Regions from separate parts of the Rattus norvegicus genome. Here regions 1 and 3 are each linked to region 2. Evidence: chromatin contacts called from public Hi-C data. All regions are on one chromosome and are shown on one strand. Each heading gives the region's core, a stretch centred on a gene start, on an enhancer-like site or on the middle of the called end of the contact. The rest is flanking DNA. Distances are from core to core; before and after follow the strand shown.

What was found. Hi-C and Micro-C count contacts between places; a contact is called where the count stands out from the background.
Region 1: a contact with region 2 is called in a Hi-C map of liver, with 4 times the contacts expected there. The contact joins the enhancer-like site here to the promoter of Cnp in region 2. A contact is called at or near these places in 3 of 12 Hi-C or Micro-C datasets (the A7r5 cell line, Schwann cells and liver).
Region 3: a contact with region 2 is called in a Hi-C map of kidney, with 4 times the contacts expected there. The contact joins the enhancer-like site here to the promoter of Cnp in region 2. A contact is called at or near these places in 6 of 12 Hi-C or Micro-C datasets (the A7r5 cell line, Schwann cells, kidney and 2 more).

What each region holds. Positions count from the first base shown.
Region 1 is chr10:86,308,801-86,311,946 of GRCr8, forward strand. It overlaps Stat5a (signal transducer and activator of transcription 5A), which reads left to right. Exons shown (of 19, transcript NM_017064.2): 19 at 42-1,387. The coding sequence ends at 204. It overlaps Stat3 (signal transducer and activator of transcription 3), which reads right to left. Exons shown (of 24, transcript NM_012747.2): 24 at 2,733-3,146. Among named protein-coding and RNA genes, the nearest start is that of Stat5a, 25 kb to the left of the region's middle. Within about 2 kb of position 1,796, at least 5 of the 93 cell types and tissues checked have an H3K27ac peak or open chromatin away from gene starts, as enhancers often do. A contact at or near this core is called in liver, where this site is marked.
Region 2 is chr10:86,009,863-86,013,016 of GRCr8, forward strand. Cnp (2',3'-cyclic nucleotide 3' phosphodiesterase) reads left to right here and starts at 1,642. Exons shown (of 4, transcript NM_012809.2): 1 at 1,642-1,724; 2 at 2,914-3,154. The coding sequence starts at 1,722.
Region 3 is chr10:86,380,326-86,383,638 of GRCr8, forward strand. No RefSeq gene overlaps it. Among named protein-coding and RNA genes, the nearest start is that of Cavin1, 14 kb to the right of the region's middle. Within about 2 kb of position 1,971, at least 6 of the 93 cell types and tissues checked have an H3K27ac peak or open chromatin away from gene starts, as enhancers often do. A contact at or near this core is called in kidney and liver, where this site is marked.

The DNA of each region.
Region 1 (3,146 bases), core at 546-3,045, 300 kb after region 2:
ATGAGACCTGCCAGTTTCCCCAACATCCCTCTCTTCGCCAGCCCCGACCCTGTCCTTGACCAAGATGGTGAATTTGACCTGGATGAGACCATGGATGTTGCCAGGCATGTGGAGGAACTTTTACGCCGGCCCATGGACAGTCTTGACCCCCGCCTTTCCCCACCTGCTGGCCTCTTCACTTCTGCCAGAAGCTCCTTGTCCTGAACGCTGGACTCCATGCTTCTCTTGGAAAAGCACCTTCAGTGTGAAGAACCCGTGTCAGTTGTATCCCTGTTCATACCAGTGGCTTTGCACCTTCGCAGTTCCGCCTTGCCCACAGTGCGGGGTCTGGCTAAATAGTGGTGGCCTTTTCACTCAGACCTCAAGGGTCCCCTGGACCTCTCCTCTAAGAGCTGAACCTGTCATTGCTGACAAACCTATTTCTCCAGTGCCCTTCACCTGTCCAGGGGCCACTGAGTGAAATGATTCTAGAAAAGGAAGGGAGGCAAGTTTATGCAACTAAAGTTGGAGTTTTACTCCTGAGCTAGAAGCTTCCTCCGGACTGGTGTGCGTGCACCTGTCCTCGCACATGTGGTAGCCTAACTGATGAACCCCTCTAAAGGGAGATTGGGGCTAACCTTAGTAACCCTTTATACGTTAGTGAATATGGGCTGCGGATTTTGTGACCGCTCACAATGTGCATAAGCTGTTCCCACCAACACAGGCGGCTGCCAAAGCTGACTGTGTCAGTTCTCAAACCAGCGTGGACATGGGATTCGGGTCTAATGGCCTCGTCTGCATCCCTTCTTCCCCATCCGATGTCCTCACCCTTCCATATAGATTCATCCTTGCTTTTTGTTTTGCTTTTTTGAGACAGGGTCTCTCCATATATCCCAGGCTGTCCATGAATGATCCTCCTGCCTCAGCTTCTGGAGTGCTAGGATTATAGGTTTGCATGACCACACCTGGCCTCAGCCTTTCTTCCTTTCCTGCTTGCAACCTTGCTTGTTATCAGAAAGGAGGGGAATACTGGGTGCCTGGGATTAGGAGACCTAGGGCGAAAACCTTGTAGCCCACGAAAAGGAACAGAGCTGCCAGTTACTGCAGGCAACACAGTGTGTATGTGAGGGGGGAGGCTCAACCTGGTCCACTCTGCTGGGAGGTAGGACCCGGAACAGGCCCTGCCTTGTTGCAACATGGGTTGTGGTCTAGGAAGGCCTCTCGCAGGCAGCTCTTCCCTTGGAGGCTGTGATAGAGCGGCCAGGACTAGCTGACTAGGAGTCCTGGCTTCCAACCTGAGGGAAGCAGAGGATGCACAGAGGGATGGTTTTTATATTTTGTACATAGAACTCACATTTATGGAAACAGTGTTTTTGAATAAAATTTCTGTTGGGTTTGTTTTTGCAAATCTACCAGTCTGCCTTCTGGTTTACTTGGGCTGGTGATGGGTGGGCCTTACTAAAGCTGAAGTTGTTTTGTTCCCATTTTAGCTTGGAGTTACCTCTGCTCCCTCTGCTGTGATCTCAAGGGTGCTGCCCTAGAACGTGTCAGAAAGCTAAATAAAGAGTGTGTGTTAGGGGCTACTTGCCCAGGAACGCAGGGGCTTACAGTCTTGGGGAAAGAAGATGAAAGAATGGCTGGGGGAGGGGTCTGGGTGGGGAGAGCAAAGCCATTGAACCAGGCTGCCCCTCTCCAGCTGCCCCCTCAGCAATCAGTGGGGCCAGTGCCAGTGCCTGCCAACCTTCCTGTGGCCAGGGGCAGTAGAGCCTGGGCAATAGTCCTTCATCCCCTTGGCCTCTTCCCAGAGCCTAGCAGGTGACACCAGCCAACTGCTGCCGTAGACTGAGAGAGCAAAGAAAGCTGGTCAGGACAGAGAGAGGCCCGACTTGCCCTGGCTGACCTCTGACACCCGGGTACAATTAGTCCAGCCCTGGGGTTGGGGCCTTGGACTTAGGAACACACTCCTGAGGGCTAAGGGTTGGAGCACAAGGAACTGTAAGACAGGTTACCTCAGAGCTCAAAGCATGGTTGGGGGCAGGGGCTTAGTCCACAGCCTGTCCCAGGGAGGCCCAGGGTGGCTGGGGGTTGGAAGCAGGGTCCCCCCCCCCCATGCTAAGCACCGATCTCTGCTTCCGTCTCTGCGGGGGTGGGGGGGAAGCGCTGGTCTCTTTCACAGAGGCACCCAGTACTGGGCTGGGCTCCAAGGTACTGAGTGGGGAGTGGAGTAGGTGGGGAGATGCTGAGGACAGGCAGACACCTTGTCTGTGGCCTTTTCCTGAATTATCATTACTGACTGCCCAGGGGCCCTGCAGCCACCAGCCAGGGAAGTGTCTGCAAGTTGTCCCCACTGATGAAACTGTAAAGAAAGTGATAATGGGCCAACTGTGGAAGGAGAGGCCTTGGTCTACACCCCAGCCTGCCCGCCCTCCACTAGGGAGCTTATCTGACTCCAGAACAAACACGGTGACTTTGGGAGAGCAGAGGGAGGAGGCCACTCTTTCTTGCCGCTGGACAATGACCCCTTGGCTCCTGGGTCACCTCCTCTGGAGGGTGACAGCTGATATAAGATGGAGGCAGGGGGCTGCATCACCTCAGGAATGAGAAGCAAACAGAACCTCAGCCGAGCTGGGTTGCTATGCCCCCTCTTGACTCTCCTGTGCTCCTGGCCCAGCTCTGCCTGGATGGAAGGTCTCTTCCAAGCACAAGCTAGGCAAAGGTGGTCCCACCAGCCACCAGTCCCCACTGCCAGACAGTTCCTATATAATCTTTATTTCTGGATGTTAAAGTAGTTACAGCAATATACAAAAACAAACAACAACATAAAACAACCCACAATAATATAAATTTTTACACTAGAAAGTATACATTGGAATTTGAGTGCAGTGACCAGGACAGAATAAAAGCCACTGTACTGGGAGGCCAAGCAAACTGCAGGCATGGCTGGGTGAGGTTGGGGACAAGTGGGGCCAAGGGGAGGGGAAGTGGGCCGTTCCAAGGGCTCACTATGGGTGATTAACCCAGATACAGACTTCCCAGAACCCCTGAGGTACAACACCTGCCCCAGAGAAGCCCTCACCTTGTTCCTGGGTCCCCAGGATTGGAAGCCATCAACATGCCCACGCCTTGCCTTCCTAAATACCCTTTCAGTTTATGAGTTCAGCTTATTG
Region 2 (3,154 bases), core at 392-2,891:
TATTTTTGTGTGTGCATTTATGTGTGTGGACCTACATACCATGACATGCCCATGGCAGTCAGAGTAGAAGAAGTTGAGGGAGTTGGTTCTCAGGGCCTTGAAGTTCAATTCAGGATAACATGCTTGGTCATGTTAACAAAACTATCTCAACTGCTCCTGAGAAATTATATATAATTATATAAGTTTGTTTGTTTTGGTTTTTTTTTTTTGTTTTTTGTTTTTTTTTTTTTTTGAGACAGGGTGCCTGTGTGTAGCCCTGGTTGTCCTGGAACTCACTCTGTAAACCAGGCTGGCCTTGAACTCACAGAGATCTTCCTGCCGCTGCCTCCTGAGTCCTGGGATCAAAGAAATGTCCCACCACGCCTGGCTATATTTTAATGAACTGTTTAAAAAAAAAGTGAAAGTGAGCAGTGAGCGAAAAAGCAACATTGTTGAAGACGTCACCACATTCTCAAAGCTAGGATGTACTCCCCTGGGCTTACAGGAACCCCAGCATCTTAAACAACCAGGCAGGTTCTTGTATGCATGCATTTCCGGCAAGAGGATCAAAAGTTCAAGGTCATCCTTTGTTACATAGAGAGTTTGAACTTAGTCTGGGCTACAGGAGACTCATCTTTGAAACAACAACAAACCTTTTGGGGGTGGGGAGGAGCGTGGAGGTATCCGCCGAAGAAAACTGCTTACACACAGGCATAAGCCAGTAGAAAGTCTTTATTAGCCTGCCACTACACTAGATGTTTGAGATCCCAGTGTAGCCCAGCACTTTTCTCAGGGTAGGCTTTTAAGCATAAAAACCACATCCTATGTTGACATACTTCAGTAAGAAGCAGACGCTAGAAGCCGAAAAATCAAGGTTAGTACATTTAGGGACTTTCCCAGAATTGTGGACTTTGATGAATTAGGTCTTTGTGTTTGTTTTAGCAGGCGGTGTGATGCCTATCGGCCTGGTTTCGGGGTCTGAATGGTACTTCCGTCACATGTCGGTCGTATTTCAAAATTTTAAGATATCTGACTGCCACATACACGACTATGCTTCACCCATTCCATCCTAACCTGCCTCTTGTTTTAAGAGTTAATCTTGGGTTTGAGAGACGGCTCAGCGGTTAAGAGCACTGACTGCTCTTCCTGAGGTCCTGGGTTCAGTTCCCAGCAACCACATGGTGGCTCACAACCATCTGTAATGAGATCTGATGCCCTCTTCTGGTGTGTCTGAAGACAGCTACAGTGTACTAATATATAATAAATAAATAAGTCTTTAAAAAAAAAAGTTCGTCTCTCTCCTGGTAAAGTCTCTAATCTAAGCACTTGGGAGGCAGAGGAGGCAGATCTCTCTATACCAGGCCAGCCTGATTTACAAAGTGAGTTCCAGGACGGCCAAGGCTACATAGTGAGTCCCTGTCTCACAGGAGGGAAAAAGTTAATCTTCAACTTTTAAGTAACAAAGAGGTGGCGGACTCTTCTGGCATTGAGAGTCCAGGTGTGTTTTTGCTTTCTGCCAAGGCTCAGACAGCTGCTTCCTGGCACCCAGGTTTCGATTCCCCGGGAGCGCGTGCGCAGAGGCTCGGGCTGACCCCGCCCCGTCCGCGCGCCCCGCCCCCGGGCTATGAAAGGAGCCCTGCGTGGGGTCCTGACACCCCGAGACGCCCGTGTCCCTCGCGCAGGCGGGCGGCCCCGGAGACATAGTGCCCGCAAAGGCGGTGACGGCGGTGCGCCCACTCATCATGGTGAGCGCAGCGCACGCGTGGGGGGCGGGGCGGGAGAGATGCTAACGGAAAGCGAAAGTCTTGAGGATGCGTGAGCAGAAGTAGCTTGCAAGTGAGGACACCAGGTTCCGAAGTTGAAGTCCAATCTCTGGGTCCTCCGAGGTAGCCCGAAGGCGGGGAAGTTAGGGGGATTCTCAGTGTCTTTGGAGAAGGAAATATGGTAGCAAGAAAGAGAAAGTCGATGCGCCCTGGAGACAACAGCTGGCAAATGGGCCTGTGCTCGGGGTAGCACCAGAGAGTCCAGGGCTGATGTCGAGCCCTCGCGGGAGTGGGTTCCGAACCGCTTCCTGCTCAAGGCTATAGCGAAGCTGTAAGCCAGCTAAATTCTTAAGGGTGCACACCAAAGGCGGAAGCCAGTGTAGATGACAATTGAAACCGCTATTCCTTGTTGCTTTTGTCAGAGAGGTGCTGCTAACACACAGCCAAGTAGGGGGCAAAAATCCCTGAATACAGGTGCCCTGTGCTCCCTAGTCCTACAGATTGGGGGAGGGGGTACAGCGAGAGCAGAGGAGGAGGTGGATGTGAATGAGGCCCTTTGTCCAGTGCCCTCCTGCCCTGCCCCCCACTAGCCCTCTGTGGGACCATTGTCCCCCCACACCCAGACAAGAGAGTATTATCTGTTGGTGCCATTGTTGGGTGGAGGGAGGCGGTCTTTGGGTCACCCTCCTCTGCCCTCACCCTCCTCTGCACACTCAGAAAGCCAGGGCAGCTGTGGCTTTGCCCAAACATAGAGCCTCAGGCTTCCACACAGGACATCCTTAAGAGGTGCCAAGAATATATAAGTTAGGGCTGACTGGGAGCAGCAGGCACTTGCTGCCCTTGCATGCCCTGCCACCAGGGTGTTCTCTCTGAGGGGTAGCTGAAAGCCGGGAGAGTAAGAGGTTTGATAGCTTCAGTGAGGGTCCTTCTACTCATACAACCCTGCTGTTGAAGATACGGAAGGACCAGCTGGGAGGAAGAAAAGCTACCATTCCCTGCCGGGAGCTGGGAAAAGCGCCCACCATTCAAGGGTGCTTCAAGTTAGGCTCGGGGATTCCTGAACTGACATCCGGTCCCCCTCTGGGAGAACTAGGCCAAAGACAAGGGTTTGGTGCTTGTGGGCTGGCTTTGAGGAGCCCGGGCTAACATCTCCTCCTCCCTTCTCACATAGAGCACAAGCTTTGCCCGAAAAAGCCACACATTCCTGCCCAAGATCTTCTTCAGAAAAATGTCATCCTCAGGAGCTAAGGACAAGCCAGAGCTGCAGTTCCCTTTCCTTCAAGATGAGGACACGGTGGCTACGCTGCACGAGTGCAAGACGCTGTTCATCCTGCGTGGCCTGCCGGGCAGCGGCAAGTCCACTCTGGCTCGGCTCATCGTGGAGAAGTACCACAACGGCACCAAGATGGTGT
Region 3 (3,313 bases), core at 721-3,220, 370 kb after region 2:
AAAAAAAAAGGAAATAAAAGCAAAAGGGGGGCTGGGAAAAATAGCGGTAAGCTCTTCCTTTTTAAGTGCAAGGCCCTGAGTTCAGTCTTCAGTGTTCACGTAGATGCCTGCCACACTGACCTCCATTCCCAGTCTCCCCCCTGGGGAGGGAGTGGGGTCTAGCTGAACCCGACTAGTGAGCTCCAGGCCACTGACAGACCCTGCCTCAAATATGGTGAATAGGATTTCCAAGGAAAATCCAGCCTACACACACATGCCCAGGTGCACATGTGACTGCACAAACATAAAGAAACAAACAAGCAAACAAACCCAAGGACCTCAGGAAAGAAAGAGAGAGAGAAAGAAAGAAAGAAAGAAAGAAAGAAAGAAAGAAAGAAAGAAAGAAAGTGGGGTTGGGGATTTATCTCAGTGGTAGAGCGCTTACCTAGGAAGCGCAAGGCCCTGGGTTCGGTCCCCAGCTCCGAAAAAAAGAACCAAAAAAAAAAAAAGAAAGAAAGAAAGACAGAAAGACAGACAGACAGAGGGCTGGAGAGATGGCTCAACAATTAAGAGCACTGACTGCTCTTCCGGAAGTCCTGAGTTCAAATCCCAGCAACCACATGGTCATTCACAACCCTCTGTAATGAGATCTGATGCCTTCTTCTGGTGTATCTGAAGACAATTACAGTATATTAATATATAATAAATCTTTTAAAAAAGAAAGAAAGACAGACAGAAAGAGAGAGAGAGAGAGAGAGAAAGAAAGGAAGGAAGGAAGAAAATGAATAAATGAATAAATGAATAAGGACTTGGAAGGTGTTATAAAGAGACCTGCTAACTCAACTTGAGTCTGTAACGGGATGTCACAGATCCATGGTGACATTAACAGGATCCCTTGGCAGACATTTTCCCTATTTGATTGCCTCAGTGTAACTGTCAGAATTAATGCCAACGATAGATTAGTGGAAGACACCGAGTGGGTAGGGACCTCGGAACACCATCCTTCCTTTCTAGTAGGCAGTGGAATATTTAATCCAAAGCCCACGGGCAGTCGCCCCTGTCTCACTACAGTGAAAGGAGTCTCTCTGGTTCTGGAAGGGCTTTGGGGGAGATGAAGGAGGGAATGGGGTGCATGGTACCCACTAAAGGGGCTAGTCAAAGAATCAGGGATACTCTTCCTAGGAGGAAGGCCAGACTGGAATTGGGTGAGAGTGGCCCAATGAAGGAACTTGCTAGTATAAGAAGGGTGGAGAGAAGAGCTAATAGCAGACAAAGGAAAAGCTGGTGGGCAAGCAAATTGACTCAGCTGGGTATCTCCAGGGTATCCGGTTAAACCTGGGCCCCTGGTATCTCCCTGCTTCACAGCTGAATGTGAAGTGACACTCTGGGTCTGTGTCTCCTGGCAGATGGGAACATCAACGGCTTGGAGGCTCTAAATGTCCGGTGTCAGTATAGTTTCTTTCGGTGGGAAGCCAAGCCTTTATGGAGGACTTGGAACTCTGGCCTCATGGACTCTGCAGCTGGAGGTGCACAGAGAGGAATGTGTGTGCAGCTCCTAAGAACTCAGCCTGTTTCAGGTAGGAGCACAAGGGTGGGCTGCAGACCCAGAAATGGCATTACTTTTACAAGGGACACCTTTCCTGAGATTCTGAGGCAGTCGGAACCCACAGGATGTCAAAAGCCCCATTGTTTCATGAAATTCATCACTGACAGGCAGGGTATAGTTGGTCCAAGGAGAGGTGACCAGACAATGGAGAGTTGCTAGAGAGTGAAACTGATGTGTGGGTTCCCCTGGTGCGTAGATGTACCACTGTTCTCTCTCTCATGTGCAGTCCTCTGGGGCAGCCTCTTATTCCCGTCCTCCTCCAGGCCTATGACTGGGGTGGAGGAACATCTGGAGGTTAAGTCCCTAGCCCTGGGGAAGTAGATCCAGACAGGACCCAGACTGCCGACTTCGACCTTTAAACAGTTGGTGCAGCCAGATTAGTTGCTGTGCGACCTTAGACAGGTCACTGTTTCCTCTGCTCTGAAAGGAATGACAGGAATCTAACTTGGAGTACTACCAGGTCAAATAATGATTGTAGAACACAATGTTAAAAAGCATTCCAGTAGAGAATGCTCAATATCTTGGCCATTGTTATCTGCCTCTGCCACCCCAGCCCCACTCTAGGAAGCCAGGCAAATGTATACCCCACTCCTTCCCTCCTTCCTTCCCCCTCTTCCTCTCCCCCTCCTCTTTCCCTGTTTCACTCCTGCTTTCCCTTAGTTCAACAACACCCTCAGCAAGTGCTTTGGACAATATAACCCCACACAAATCCTTTTAGAAAAGCAGGTTTATTGGTCCGGCTGCTCACCAGAACACAGCAACTCGAGGAGCTTCCCTAGAGCCCACAGGAAACTGTATCTGCCCACAGTGATAGCCCATCAGCACAGGGGACCTCATCCTGCATCTGCCCACCCTCCTCAGCTTATCTGTCTTCAATCGGAGGAGGGAAGGGGACCAAGAAAAATAAAGGAAAATTAAAAATAAAAAATAAAAAGCAAAGCTTCGTATTGTATAAAAGGTTTGTGGTTTCCATCCCCCCCCCAAAAAAATAATCAATTAGCTGCAATTCTAAAAAGCAGGGAAGATGTGTCGTTGGGGAGAAGGAAGTAGCCTGTAGCTATCATTTGGGGGAGGTGTTGCCTTTGCTCCTGACCAGCCTTTAAAGGGGGAATCAATGTGTCCTCAGGAGAAAACCTGGTCAGTAACTATAGAAATCAAGCCTTGGACAAGAAGCAGCACCCCACCCTCCCTAACTTTCAGATAAAGGTGCCCACAAAAGCAAGGAACTTAGGGAGGCAAGCTCTACAGTTTTACATTAGGGAAAGATCCATGCTAGAAGCAGCTGAGAGGGAGTTAGGGTGAGCAAGCCAGCAGGCCCTACTTCCCCAGTTTCCGGCTAGGGATCGCTACCAGAGGCCTGGCCTTTTTAGCACCTTGCTTTCTCCCTTCCTGCGGCCAGCCCTGCACAGCTCGCTGCTGCCTCCTGCTGGAACGCTAATTTTCTGGGCTCGGAAAACAAGACTTCCCAGAAGGCAGTTCCCAGATCCTGGAAGAGAGAATCCAGTCCGGCTTACTTCTCTTTGGAACACTTTCTAGAACTGACTGCCCTCCAGATCCAGAGACTGTCCTGCTGTCCTGAGATCTTACCAAAGCGGAACTCTTGTCTTGAATTTCTTTGTGTGGCTAATGAGGGCATTTCTTTCTTATTCCATTTCAACCCTCTCCTATCTTCCTATCTCTTCCCAAAGCCATACTCAACGTGCTCCTGTGTGCAGATTTTGTAGATTT